Regions from separate parts of the Zea mays genome. Here region 1 is linked to region 2. Evidence: chromatin contacts called from public Hi-C data. All regions are on one chromosome and are shown on one strand. Each heading gives the region's core, a stretch centred on a gene start, on an enhancer-like site or on the middle of the called end of the contact. The rest is flanking DNA. Distances are from core to core; before and after follow the strand shown.

What was found. Hi-C and Micro-C count contacts between places; a contact is called where the count stands out from the background.
Region 1: a contact with region 2 is called in a Hi-C map of ear, with 1.9 times the contacts expected there. The contact joins the enhancer-like site here to the promoter of LOC100278796 in region 2. A contact is called at or near these places in 3 of 25 Hi-C or Micro-C datasets (ear, leaf and tassel).

What each region holds. Positions count from the first base shown.
Region 1 is chr2:51,079,665-51,086,860 of Zm-B73-REFERENCE-NAM-5.0, reverse strand. No RefSeq gene overlaps it. Among protein-coding and RNA genes, the nearest start is that of LOC103646432, 3.8 kb to the right of the region's middle. Within about 2 kb of position 4,675, at least 17 of the 20 cell types and tissues checked have an H3K27ac peak or open chromatin away from gene starts, as enhancers often do. A contact at or near this core is called in ear, leaf and tassel, where this site is marked.
Region 2 is chr2:50,957,370-50,964,666 of Zm-B73-REFERENCE-NAM-5.0, reverse strand. LOC100278796 (acyl-coenzyme A thioesterase 13) reads right to left here and starts at 5,111. Exons shown (of 3, transcript XM_008671169.3): 1 at 4,649-5,111; 2 at 4,393-4,536; 3 at 2,031-2,531. The coding sequence starts at 4,825. The coding sequence ends at 2,388.

The sequences.
Region 1 (7,196 bases), core at 3,426-5,925, 120 kb before region 2:
TCTGGGACTTAGCCCGAGTCCGAGCCCTGGGTCGGGCGGAGCGGAGTTCGCCGTCTTCCGGGACTTAGCCCGAGTCCGAGCCCTGGGTCGGGCGGAGCGGAGTTCGCCATCTTCAGGGACTTAGCCCGAGTCCGAGCCCTGGGTCGGGCGAAGCGGAGCTTCCTATGGTGCCTGCGGCCGGGCCTGACTGCCTGTCAGCCTCACTCTGTCATGTGGCACCGCAGTCAGAGCGGCGCAGGCGGCGCTGTCTTTCTGTCAGGCCGGTCAGTGGAGCGGCGAAGTGATGGCGGTCACTTCGGCTCTGTCGGCTGAAGGGCGCGCGTCAGGATAAAGGCGTCAGGCCTCCTTTGCATTAAATGCTCCTGCGATTTGGTCGGTCGGCGCGGCGATTTGGTCAGGGTTGCTTCTTGGCGAAGATAGGGCCTCGGGCGAGCCGGAAATACGTTAGCCGCTGGAGGGGGGGCCTCGGGCAAGGCGGAGATCCTCCGGGGTCGGCTGCCCTTGTCCGAGGCTAGGCTCGGGCGAGGCGTGATCATGTCCCTTGAACGGACCGATCCCTGACTTAATCGCACCCATCAGGCCTTTGCAGCTTTATGCTGATGGGGGTTACCAGCTGAGAATTAGGAGCCTTGAGGGTACCCCTAATTATGGTCCCCGACAAGGACACTCATACAACGTCAGCAACAACCATCGTCTCAGCGCACAAGAATTTATAGCCAGTCAGTAGCGACTTACATGGCAGGTTGGGCTTCAGGTGGACGATGAGCTGGACGACGTCATGGCGTCGTTGTCGAATGCGGTGCCCAGAACAACCCGAGAGTCGCCGACGTTGGCGATGACCATGAGGTCCCCCTGCTTGACGATGGACAGCGTGGAGCAGCCGCTCTGCACCGCGTCCAAGTGGCGGCTGCGCCGGAGCTTGTCGTACATAGCGGCACATGCGGCCACGTAGGACTGTTTCTAGAGGTCGAACTGGCAGTCGCCAAGTTTCTTCTTGTCGTCGATGAGCGACCCCAACGCGAGTGCCTCCTGCTAATGGTGTTTGTTCGGGTTTTTCAAGTAAGAAACATTGATTCATGTTTGGCGTTGGTTTATAAATATGACTCAAAAGTCAGATCTATGGAAAAAAATATTACGAAGAATAAATGTCACGCATGCAAAAAAGGAAATTAAGTTGAAAACATTATTCAAACAAAAGAAATTCCATGCAAGGCTCTTCTTTAAATACTACTCCCTCAATCCAAAAATATAATTCAAGAATCTCGATGATACTTATCTACTACTACGCATTGTGCAAAGGTAGCAGGTGGGCTTGGGAAGAGATGTAGTAGATGTGTTTTCTGTTATAGATGTAGACATAAATACACATGTGGTGTAGTGGTAGCTAGTGCTAGCATTTGCTTGAGAGATCATGAGTTCGAATCCCCTTGGGGCCATGTGTATTTTTAGGCGTCGGCTAGAATGATGGCAGAACATGAGAATAATAGATATAGTGCGCGGGGGAATGAGAATAATAGATATAGAATAGTGGCAGAACATGAGAATGGACTCTGCGCGGGGAGAAGGGAATCGGAAAGACAGAACACGGAATGAGCAGAACAGGGAATGACAGACTACTATTGCAACATTAATAAGTAGTAGAGAAGAGATTTACCTAGAGATCACTTAAAAAATCATATATTAAATAAAAATTATACATGTCGCAATTGTTCTAACGTCATCATAGCTTCGTGTCTGGCAGTGCCCCAGTGGTAGTGGTAGTGGGACGATACATAATATGGTCTAATAACTTATTTTGGGGAGATCATTCTTAGCTCCTTCTACACGGACCAGAAGAAACTATAAGACCTGGGCCCGAACTGGGCCTGTTTGCTTTAGTTTCCATTCACATACGCTGTGAAGCTCCATGCGTAGCCCAGCTAACTGTTCAAGGAACAACGAGTTTTTATATTTCATTTTATATAAATTGTATATAAGTTGTATGATGTTGTCAAAACAAAAAAAAACACTGGTTCTGGACTTCGGGGCTTCGGGATGGACCCACCCACCGTCAGTCCATCAGTACAGTAGTGTTGATGGGACCAGACTACCGGAGCAGAGGCAGTAGCCGCCGGACAGTGCAGTGCGACTCTGTTTGCTCGGGCCCATGTCCGGCCATGGCAATGGCACACACACTGTACAAGTGTAAAGTGCCGTTGAAGAAGATGCGTACATGATTGCCCGCACCCAGATTCTAGAATACTTTGGGTCAACAGTGACACACGAGCTAGATCAGCGAGTCCAGCAGTCCACTGCCACGCGCCGCACACGCACAGTACACAGCTCGTCCGCTGCCCCGGCCATCTCTACCTGCCGAAATTAAGGCCGTGTTTCGGACGGTGCTGACTGTTGACGTCACGTCGCGATTGAGACCGACTCCGATCAGAGTCTCCTGCACTATATTTAAACAAAATTGTTTCTAATACGTACGTTTTAATATTATCCTCTAAAGCATCCTTTAACTATATTATAGAGAACGATCCTCCATCTTTTATACATGGAATCCATGACATCGAAATAGCAAGGCTTATCTTGTAACCACTAAAGTACATTTCCATTTAGGGAACATATCTGGTGCAAACCAACCCTTCCGAGTTCCGTGCAACCGTGCAAACTTGTAATCTGAACCACATGATGTTAGTATAAGGGGACGTGCGGAGGAGTTGGAGGGGGAATTTGAAAAAGTGTGATTAACAACGGGCGGTTAAGTGTAAAATTATCCACGTCCCTACATCTTTTAGATCAACATCATTTTGTTCAGATTAGAAGTTTGCACGATTGCATGGAGAGGTTGGTTTGCACCAGATACATTCTCTTCCATTTATTATATAAAAGTAATAAATATTGTAAATATTGTGCAATACAAATAATAGATGTTGTATATATATATACACTAATAATTTGAAAATAAAAATAATCGTTCCGGGATGGACTACTACACGAGCCGAGATGAGTGCTCTGACACACACAATTCTTGAGACTGACCGGCATGAGTCAACTTTGAATTGTGTCGAGCTGGACACTATTAAATGTGACGTGACTCGGGCAGGCCGGCTCATCAGACACGACTCATTTGACCATCTATAGTCTAGTATCTCAGCCCTTGTCATCCCTGATCTCGGGAGTGAAAAAAAAACGAGAAAAAACTTTATCTCATCTCACCACATACCTCATAGTCCGTTATCTCAATCTCTCTCCTCATCACACCGTCACCTATCATCTCTAGGGAAAAATCGCAGGTGCACCGCGCTATCCGAGGGCGTCATCGCCCGTTCAGATTCGTGTGAGGCGCACCGTCAGATCCGCCGCACCATTAGGGATGGCACTGCCGTACACCTAACTCGACATTGGTTTGGTTAGATCTAGAGGCGTGCCCGACTACCGGTGTGTGTTGACCATGTCCCAGTCCTCGATTGTCTTCCTTTGATGCGATCTAGAAATTTATGGATTTGGATCGTGTTTGTATAAATATTTCATTTAAGCAAGGTCTATCTGTTTGATATATAGAAACTGTATCAATGCACGACACGAACATCTAACTAGTAACGTACATACGAGATATGGAGAATATTGCTCGAGAGAAATGAGATATAATATAGTAAATATATTAGAGTCTATAAAAGAGAATATAGAGGATATGACTGAAGATAGTATCATGAAAATAACTCCGAGGCTAGTTTTGGGAATCATGGACATAGTATATATTTTTTTAGAGAAGATGAAGTCATGGAGGAGGACTTCCAGGAGTTTCATGTGTACGACGAGTTCTAGGCGTGGGTTAGCGGCAAACCCCGTGTTTATCTACTTTTCGTTTTCGCACTTTGATAATTGTTATTAATTATGTGGATGTCTCGGACATCATGATGTAATTAACTATTACCCTCTTTTATGTTATTATTCGAGCACTGTTTGATGATGTCTGATTATGTAACTACTGTGTACGTGGATTGCTGATCCTGACACGTACATGGTTTGCATTCGGTTTGCCTTCTAAAACCAGATGTGACATAAGTGATATCAAAGTCGTGCTGACTGTAGGATCGCTAACATATAGTAGAATAGTCGTTCTAAGGATAGGACTACACCGTGTGAGCGGCTGCCAGATCTACTTTTATCATTCAACGCAGCCAGGCTATCTGAGATGGAACTTTATATGTTCTTCTATCCTAAATGTAGAAAAGATTCTTTTCTTTATAATTTTAAACAGTTTTCTCTAAAACCTCCTTGATACTCTTTCATCTCCTCTCTATATCTTTCTTCTCTATTCTTTTCTATATTTTAGACAAAGGATTAAGTAAACTAAAATATATACATAAGATATTTAAGGATATGATAAATATAAATGTATAAAAAACCGAAGAGAAGTGTATTTTAATATAAATCTGTGCCGTATAGAGAATTAGTTATAAAAACGCTGTTAAATAAATATAATATATAGATATTTTTTTAAAAAAAATATGTACGTACATATAGTGGTGTCCACCCTCCGGCACTGAGAACTGCGGTCGGCCGTTGGCAGCGGCGAGCCCCGAAGCTGCCGAACCGTCAGCTACCCGCCCACCAACCCCCGTACCACGGGACGTAACTCGGGTTTGGAGCCGAGGAGTCGAGGACGCGAAGCCGAACCGGGGCTCGACACGACAGCAAGGGGCACGGGCGTCAGCGGTGCTCACGCTACAATAAACGCTCCTTGGACCCGAGATGCGTGCACGACCTGTACGGCGACAGTGCGCCGGTACATGTACAATACAATGACGCATGTGGTGGGCTACCTGCGTGCAGGCACGATTTGAGTGCCGTTGCCATCTTCAAATCCTCCGGCTATCTTGTGCTGTCGCGGTGTCGCCTGTCGCCGTGCTCCCCCATTTAAATCCCACTGTTTTCCGTGTCCATGGGCCATGAGCAGCAGAATAGGCGCTTCACTTCGTTGGCGATGGATGGCAAAGCAGTACAGCACACCTTACCGGCCCCTAATGAGAGTTTTATTTGTATTTAAAAATAATCTGTTATATAATATAATATTTTCTCGGTTTCAATTTATAATTCATTTGATTTTTTTACCCTAAGTTTGACCGGTTTGTCTTATTTATAAAATTCATAATTATTATTTAATTTTTACGGTGATATTGTTTAGCATATAATATACTTTAAATGTGTCTTTAAAAAAAATTCAAAAAAATGAATAGGACGAACCGTTCAAACGTGGCACATAAAAGTGAGACGAATTCTAATTTGAGACAGAGGGAGTATTATTTTTAATAAAAAAAGAAATAACAAGTTTTATATAAATAAAACTCTTCTCTCATGGTTACTATTTATCTATGAATTATAAAATTATAGAATAAAACTTACTATTAAAGATAAATGTTTCATCTATATTTTATTTTATTTTATAGAATATAACAGTCTTGAAATTTGTGTCGTAGAACTCTCTAAATAATACTACACTAGAGGCACGTACAACATTATTTAATGTATGGTCTCTTGAGGAGTCGGGGTTAATTGGAAAAAGTACAAGAGACAACTCTTCACGAAAAGTACGTATATACACAACTCTCTCTATATATTGTCTCTTAACTGCACTTATGATTTAGAGGACTCAAGATTGTATTATGCAATTTCTTAGTTGTCTCTTGGAAAATCGATATAAGGTCTGGGGGTATTACATGCCTTAACATCCCAACTCCCAATGGTCAACAATTATCCACTTTCTAGAAAGAACGGTTCAGCTAGTCGACAACTAGGACACGTCGAGGGGACCAAGACTTGACCACACATTTAGCGCGATGGGGTGTATCATGGCTTGTACAACCTCATTTAATATGGGGTCTCTTGAAGGGTATCTATGGGTTAATTGAATAAATACAAGAGATAGGCTCTTCACGAAGAGACTATCTCTACACATTACACAACTCTCCATACACATTGTCTCTCAACTGTATTTATGATCCAAAAGATCATAGTTGTATTATGAAGTTCCTTAGGTGTCTCTTGTATTTAGAAAACTGATCTAATATCTCTTCGTTGTACATGCCCTCATATCGGTGACGGACTTTGGTGATGCATGACAGGCAGACACTCGTCGCAATAATTAGCGAACTACCTAGCGCCTTGATACTCAAGAGGCATGCCCACATCCTACGTGGCACTCGAAATGTGCAAGGTATCTTCGGATCCCAGAGAGTCCCTTAGGGCTGATTTGGTGAGCCGGGATCCCGGGAGGATCGAAGGAGATTGAGGGGGAAATTAGTTTATTTCCCTCTCAATCCCCTCCAATCCTCTCGGGTTTCCCTTGTCACCAAATCAAGCCTTAGTGTTAGTTCTCACTCGATCTAGATACTCCTTCGACCGACACGGAGGACATGAGCTCCACGGCCTCCAACGGGATTGGGCCCCTAGCGTCAGTGAGCGGGTCGTCCCACTATGGCGATGCCAAGGCTAGCTCAAGTGCCCCGGCCCCAAGGGAAGAGCTGGCGGTGGACCCCGCTTCACTCGTGGCGCCTGCGGAGCATCGCGAGGAAAGTGTCGAGGCAATGGTGTCATCCTCCGCTCCTGCTACGTCGGTTGGGCATGGCGAGGGGAACGGTGCTGGTGGCATCGCACCCTCTGTCGCCCATTGCGCCATCGAAGCGTCGCAAGGGGAAGGAGCTGGTGACAACGCCTCCCCCAGCATCCTCCGTGTTGGCGGTGGTAGTTCCTTTAGGGCTTGTTTGGGTAATCTTGGATTGGAGTGGATTGAGGTGGTATAAGGTGTATTGAAGTGTAATATGAACTAATTTCCCTTTCAATCCCTAAAATACACTTCAATCTACTTCAATCCCTCTTTATCCAAACAAGGCCTTAGCATAGAGGAGGCCCACCGCTCGGAAGCGTTCCTCGTGATACTCCAAGCTTTCTCACTGCTTTTGTTTCTGCCTATGTCCTTGTTCTGAGCTCTTATTTGGTTTTTTCGTCAGTGTGTACATGTCGTGCAAGATGGTGAAGGAAGCGACCCTCGCGACAAAGGGAGGGGCCGACTATTGTGGTGATGAACACCCCTCCCATACCGACCACACCAACCTCGCTGGTCGTTCAAGGGGACCCAAGCATGTCCGCCCTCGGCGCGGTTCCTCCTAAGGTTGATGGTTCCTCTATCCATCCAGGGCTAGTTTGGGTAC
Region 2 (7,297 bases), core at 3,862-6,361:
AACAGTTCTGGATCGGGCCTCAATTACTGGTAAGTTCAAGGGCTAACCCGCAAGATCTCCAAGACACAGCGCTCCACTGGTCTGGACTGCGGGTTGTTTTTAAATAAACAGAGGGGCTCTTTAGCAATATGAGCACGACGAAAGGGTATCGGTGAATCTGAGCCGTTGGATCGAGCACCAGCGGTCCAGATTAGATCGCTATTCGCTACGAAGCGGTATGGAAAACTGACCATTAGATCAAGATCCTAGGGTTCTGATTTTATGTTAGCCCAATCTGCCCTAAGCCATCAGATAGAGGATCAATGGTCACGATTTAATCGCGCGAATAGGTATGCTATCATCTAATCTCTGCCCTCCATCGACAGATCGACGGTGGTCGACTCTCCCCCCCCCCACTACGCACAATCACGGCGGGCCGGCACTCAGCACGGCGGCGCGCCATTGTCGGACTCCCTGATCCAACCTACGGTGCACGACTGCTAGGTGTAGAAGGTGCGAATTGAAATTGGGAAGAACTCGAACATGGGGAAGGGACCCATACCGTCAATCTCGCAGTGCAGCGTCCTGACCACGGAGGTGCGCGGATCCGCGACGGAGGAAGAAGCACGATGAGCAATTCGTCGTCACCCCGGACTCCACACCCTCAACGGTTGCAACAATCGGGTTCTAGGCACGCCAATTTGCCACCAAAACCAGGCCTTGCGGGCGCGGCGGCGCTAACGGCGTGGTTCGGCAGCGGCGGCTACACTCGCGAGCGGAAAACAGCGGCGGCAACGATTGGTATGGAATCCACGGAGCAGGGGAGGTAAGGGAAGAAGCGAGGAGGGTCTTCGGCCGCTTTTGAAGCTGCGACGAGGTGGAGCTGCGGTTAGCGCCGTGATTTGAGCTACGGAGCCCGAGTCCGCAGGGCGATTCCGCCATTACCGGGCAATCGGTTGAGGTCTGACGGCCCGGACCCACGACACCGCGGCACAAGCGTGAAGGAGGCAACACGCGCATGGGAGGCTGACTCGCGGGCCTAGATTCCAATCCCAACGGAGCCCGAGTCTGTCGCGCGGAGCGCAACAACCACGCGAGGACGACGGTCCTGCACGATGGCCCCACGAGTCAGGTTAAGCAGGCGTGCAGTCACGCGTGAGTGGCCGAAGTAGGTGGGGTCCGCAGGTCAGTGACTGGAACGGGCGTGAGTGCATTGAGTGGCCGACTGCTGGCCCCATTGTGTCGGCGCGCGCGTGACGAAAGTGGGCCGCGCAGAGGGTTTTCCCCTAGTGGGCTGAAAGCGAAGTTGGGGCCCAGTTAGGGTAGTTCTGTTTTATTCTTTTCTTTTCTATCTCTTTTTCTCCATTTTTAAATTCAATTTGAATTCAAGTTTAAATTCAAACTTTGTGAATAACTTCTCCTCAATTTGAAATGTATAGTTTAATAATATAAGTGTGAAAGGTATTTATTTTGATTTTTATTTTATTTTATGTAGTATTTTTCTCAGTTCTTCCCTTCTCTTAATTCAAACCCTAATTCTCAATCTAGGATTCAAATTTTCTAGTAATTATTATCTTATTATTATTATCCTTGTTATTTTATTTAATGCACAAACATATAAAACTCCAACGAGATGCACTATGTTTTATTTAGTATCATTTGTTCTGATTAATCACTCTTAATTATATGTATGTTCTTTTTATGATGCAAATAAGGCACATAAAATGAGAAGATCTCTCTATATTCTTTATTTAGAATTTTGAGTATTACATTGACTGTACCATTTACTTGCATCACAGATTTAAAAACTGCTGGGCGTAGGTCGGAAAGGGACAATTCTTGCAAATCATTGTTGGGATCCTATCATCATAAGTCGATAACAATTTGGGGTCAACCAACAGCAGAACAGACAGGAGATAGCCCACAAGGACCTAGAACTCGTACACACAAAAACACAGCATGGTGGCAGTCGGGCCTACTTTCACCAACTATCTCAGGCCGATGTGTGGACCCAGATTAAATACCATGCATCTTCTAGGGCAATAATAGAGTGATGCAGCAACGATCAATTCCTTTTGTTAACGGAGAGAATCTCCCAAGATGGTGGCAGACTGAGCCAACAATAACTGAAAGTTTCCTGCGAAGTTACTTACAACCCGGTGCCTTCTTTGAAAACATATATAATCTGATCATGGCTGTCAAGTGAAAGTAACATGACTAGACCGATATGCATCAGAGGCACCAATGATACTTACTTGAATTTCATATATATAATATATACAGGAATTTTTTTGAAAAAAAAAGATATGCCACAAACATTTCATGATTGCTGACTACTAATAATGGCACCAGTATGGAGAGTCTGGGCGCAATTGATGTTGATATCTTGTTAACAAAAGGGGAGCGCCTCACAGTTTGCTTGATGCCACAAGATACTTGGTGTGACGGGCCTGTGCCATCAATTTCCCTGTCTTTTTCTTCCTGAAATCTACGGAGACGACACCGACTGATTTTCCAGCACGTAATAACTTTCCCTCAACCTCTATTTCCTCCTGGACAATTAACCCCGAAAGTTAAATGTAATGCCGAAAGTTAACCAAAGGACCATCAGCCCGTATACAACGCGGCATCTGGTTGTATCAACTACCAAGATGGTTACTTTTTATAACTACCAGAAAAAAAAATTCCAGATATAAAGTGACACAATCCTACACTGTTCAATAATGTTATCCAATAGGCTCCAACTGTAACCGATAACAACACAAAACGAATAAAGAACAAACACGAGTCATTTATTTCACCATCTTTTCTGCTTATACACGCAACACATCCATACTTTAGGTAAGACTATAACCATTATGCAAGTTTCCAAAAGGTAAAAAGCAAAGAAGTAATAACCATTACATCTTGCCAGTGAAGCTGTTGTCATGCAATTTTTAATGATGTTAAGTCATAAAAAATGTAAGCATTCTACCTTTATAGACGACCATGAAGCAGCACTAAACTTCTAGAAGAATCTGAAAATAGTTGATATTTATCTATCCTAAATAAACAATGTTAGACCTAACGATACTGGCATGGCAACAGGCATATCTGTCAATCATGAGCGCAGAAAACAATAAAAAGTATGAAACTATCAGCATTGAGTCATTTATTTGGCAGCGATTAGGAATATATCTTAATCACTCTGAAGATGATTTTCTAGTATAAGAAAGATGGATAAATGAATTAGGATTTAAAAAGTCTATTCCAAAATTAAACTAAAGATAGGTTCATAGGTCCTGGAATTTTGTTATCATGGATACATCAAGTTGTCTAGAACAGGCAGAGAAGATTATATGATGAAATCTTTGCCACATCCTAGTAAAACCAAAGAACATTCACTATTGAAGTTTTTTTTTGAACGAAAACGGTAGGAGCTCTGCCCATCAATTAAGGGGAAAGAGTTTAAAGGGAACAAACAACAGTCTGAGACCGGACAAGCCACACTCGAGCACACTCAACGGGAGGCTAAGCCCCACACACTAATAGCTCCAGGCTAGCAGGAAGCAGCTGTATGAAAATTACATGAAAAGTAAAGCCCATCTAAATTGTGAAACATCTTCTTTAATTCTTAAGGCGAATTGGACCGGGGAAGGGCGACGCTTTCGAAAATCCTACAATTTCTCTCCTTCGAGAGGTTCCACATTGTGTAAATCACGATGCCGTTGAATGTGCGCTTCTGATTTTTTGGTAGTGGGGAAGTCGCGGCTTACCACCACTCCATAATGTTGGTGGAGGAAGCAAGGTCACTATTGAAGCTGTACCATCATTAATTACCACAAAATGTACAGTCTGGGCTATGGGCTCTGGCCTCTACTAGACAGGTAAGCTAATAACTTATTTCAGAATGCCAGAAAACAATAAAAGCAGAAATCTAACAACTTCCATCAAACTGGAAGCAAATTTCAGCGTCCCCAACTCACTCCTACAGTCCTACTCATCCGCCAACTTCACAATACTGACTAGTATCCAGTATAGAGAAGATCCCTGAGGTGCAGTCCTATAACAACTTGGACACAGTTTCTGACAGCCAGAAATCCATGCACGAAAGCAAACAGTCGAATTGTACCAATCATGGACAGATGCAATTTAGGAGACAAACCACAGCATATCAATCTGGCATTCGCCTAAAACATGCTAAAACCTCGACGCAGCCTCATTTTAATACAAACTACACACCTTAGCAATTACTTGCAGTGAATGCCATTTTCTTCAGCAAAAAAAGGGATTTTCCCCAATTGCCTAGCTCTAGCGCTAGCAAGTGCAAAATCGATCCAGTTCAATCATAGATTCCGATCTCCACACGAGCTACTTTTTTTTATACCATAATCGAAGACAACATGAAATGTGATCCAAGAGAGAGGGTCTTACCCCGACGGCAGCCGAGTCGACAAAGGAGACGCTGATCTCGATGGAGACCCCGCTGCTGGGGATCCCACTGCAGAAGAACACAGCCGATCCCAGCTGGTCGGCGAGCGTCGCTGTGACACCGCTGCGGAGGTATCCCACGGGACTCTGCAAGGGCACCACAGATCGAACCAAGTAGGCAAGCTCATATGTTTCGTCAGTCACTCAGTCGCCACCATCTCAAACCGAGGTCGCAAAGGGAGGGGAGTGCGAGGCTTACCGCGAGGCGAGGGGTGACGACGAAAGAGCAGAGGAGGCGGCCGTGCTCGGCGGCTTCGATACGGACGCCGCTGAGGACGAAGGGGTCGTAGAAGTGGAGCCGCGCAGGGGTGGAGCCAGTGATTTCCTCGGCGGTTGCGGTGGGCTCCAGGCTTTTCCGCACTGCTTCCGGGCCCATGGTGGTGTCGCGCCGGCCGGCGAGGAGGTCGCGCCACCTGATTCCGACGAGGTGCCGTGTCGGCAACCAAGACGAATTGGTTGGAGCGGCAAGATTGTTTTTTAGCCCTTTGTCGTCGCCGCCAAAACAACATCTCAATTCTCATAGCACTCGCTTAATTATCCTATTTAAACAGCGCATAATAAATGAAATACCTTAGAGCTAGTTTGGAAGTCTAAAACCCGGAGAGAATTAGAGAGGCTAAAATTCTCTCCTTATTCAATCTTGAATAAGAGATGGATTTTAGCCTCTTCAATCTCCTCCGGTCCTCCGGTCTTGAGACTACCAAACTAGCCCTTAGTGTAGCTATTAACCTATTTTTCTTGGACCTAATAACTCGATCTGCATAGTTAATGAGATGTAAACTGTCCATGAATTGTATTGATATCGAACCTGAACTTAATGCTATTTTGACTGAGCATAGGCATTAGTCTTACAAGTTTCTAAGCCTAACTCCAACCATTCCTCCTCTCGAATCCTCACGTTCGTACTTTCTATTCATATTTAAATACTCCTTAACTATTTTCCATATTGCATATCCTCTCCAACCATTCTCTCTATTCAGCTCACCTTACTCCTTAATTGATCTATTTAGGCTACGTTCGGTGGATCATGTAAAATGTGAAATCTAAAACTATAGATTATACTATTTGTAGAATAAAATTTGAAACATGGATGCAATAGGGGATGTGATATAGGAGCCGCTGGAGACGACCTTAACATATTTACATCAGTTTTTAGAGTTTTGAAAAAAATACTACCATATTTGTAGTATTATAATACATATTATTATCGGGTAATTAAACTTGAAAAAAGTTAATTTAATAATTAAATGCGCTGGTTAATGAAAGGGGAGACTAGTAGTGTGTTTGGTTTGAGTGATGAGCTAGTCCATCATCTTATCACTCCTTACTTTTTTGTTTGGTTTGTGGATTGGAATGAGTTGATCCATCACCAGCTCATTCTTCATAGTTAATTAGTTAGTACTAATATGAGGATTGAGATCATTCCACCAAATTTGAGAAATAGATCCATGATGCACCATCTCATTTTGGATGGAATGATTTCTTAAACCAAACGCCCCCTAGAACTTCCCTTTCATGGCATGAGCAGAGGCTCTCCCTCTCGCGAGGGGGCACCACTGGACAATAATTCATCGTTTTCGTACACGCACGGGAGAGAGGGCGATGTCCAGTGAATGGTTGGAGAGGGTCCAAAGTATCTTGAACCTAGAATGCCTCTGTATGTAGCATTTAGGGAGAAAATAATATACATATAATTCGAACTAGTGCATTGGGTTCAAAAGTTCAGTACTGCATTCTTCTAAATTGTTGCCATGCGGTGCTTAGGAGTCAGAACTTGAGACAGACATTGGCTATATTTCTGATGAGTTTGTTTTGGATTGCTGGTATCCCGAACAATGGGCTTTGTAAAATTAGTATGTCAAACCTTGCAATTGGATTCCTTGTACTATAATAATCGGATGTTTAGTCTTTTGCTATCGTTCCCACGTTAGCTATCAATCGGAAACGCCTGCCAGTCCACGCCTTTGACTCGCACTCCGCTTTCAGATCTAGGCGGACGAGGAATGATGGATTAGAGGTGCACGAGTGCCACCCCGTCGTCGGCGGCGACGCCGTGTTAGCTCCACAGCGACGACCTCATCACCCACCAACGGCTGATGGACTTCCTCCACAGGGTGAACCTCAAGTACGTCAAGCTGGAATACCACTACCTCATCACCCCTGGCCCCTGGTGACGCTGACGCTGCTGCCGTTGATGGTTGTGATCCTGCTCGAGGCCATGGGCACTGACCCTGACGACGACCAACCCAGTTCTGGCATTCAGGCTCCACCTCCACTCGTGTCCGCGCTCATCCTCTCCCTTGTGCTCGTGTTCATCGCCACTATACATATTTAACTATGCGTGTCGGCACTGTATACAGGCACGACACGAATATCGCTCCCGTGTCGAGTCAGGGTAACACGCGGGCTAAACTGGCAGCCTAGACCCGACACGCCAACATCTTCGTGGGCCGGGCCGGATCGAGAGTACGGTTAGCCCGGCAATGACGTGCCGAGTCCGGACCATGAATAGAAATACAAAATCACATAATTATACAGAAAACACAGAATTATACACACAATGCATCTCAAAATTTCATTGTACTACATAAGACAATCATTTCAACATTTATCACAGAACAGGACAATTAGCCAAATAGATAATTAATTTGGAGCCTTAGTGCAATGATACCTTATTAAAAACCTTCCTAGGTAAAAACTCATACCTCGTGAGAAAACCTAGGAAGAAAAAGAGTACACCCAACTCCTTATAAAGTTCGTAGTACAGTTCACAGTACATGTCCATAGATATTATACAAAAAAACATAAATAGATGTAAAACCAGAAGCATTTCAAGCTTGTTTGGCAC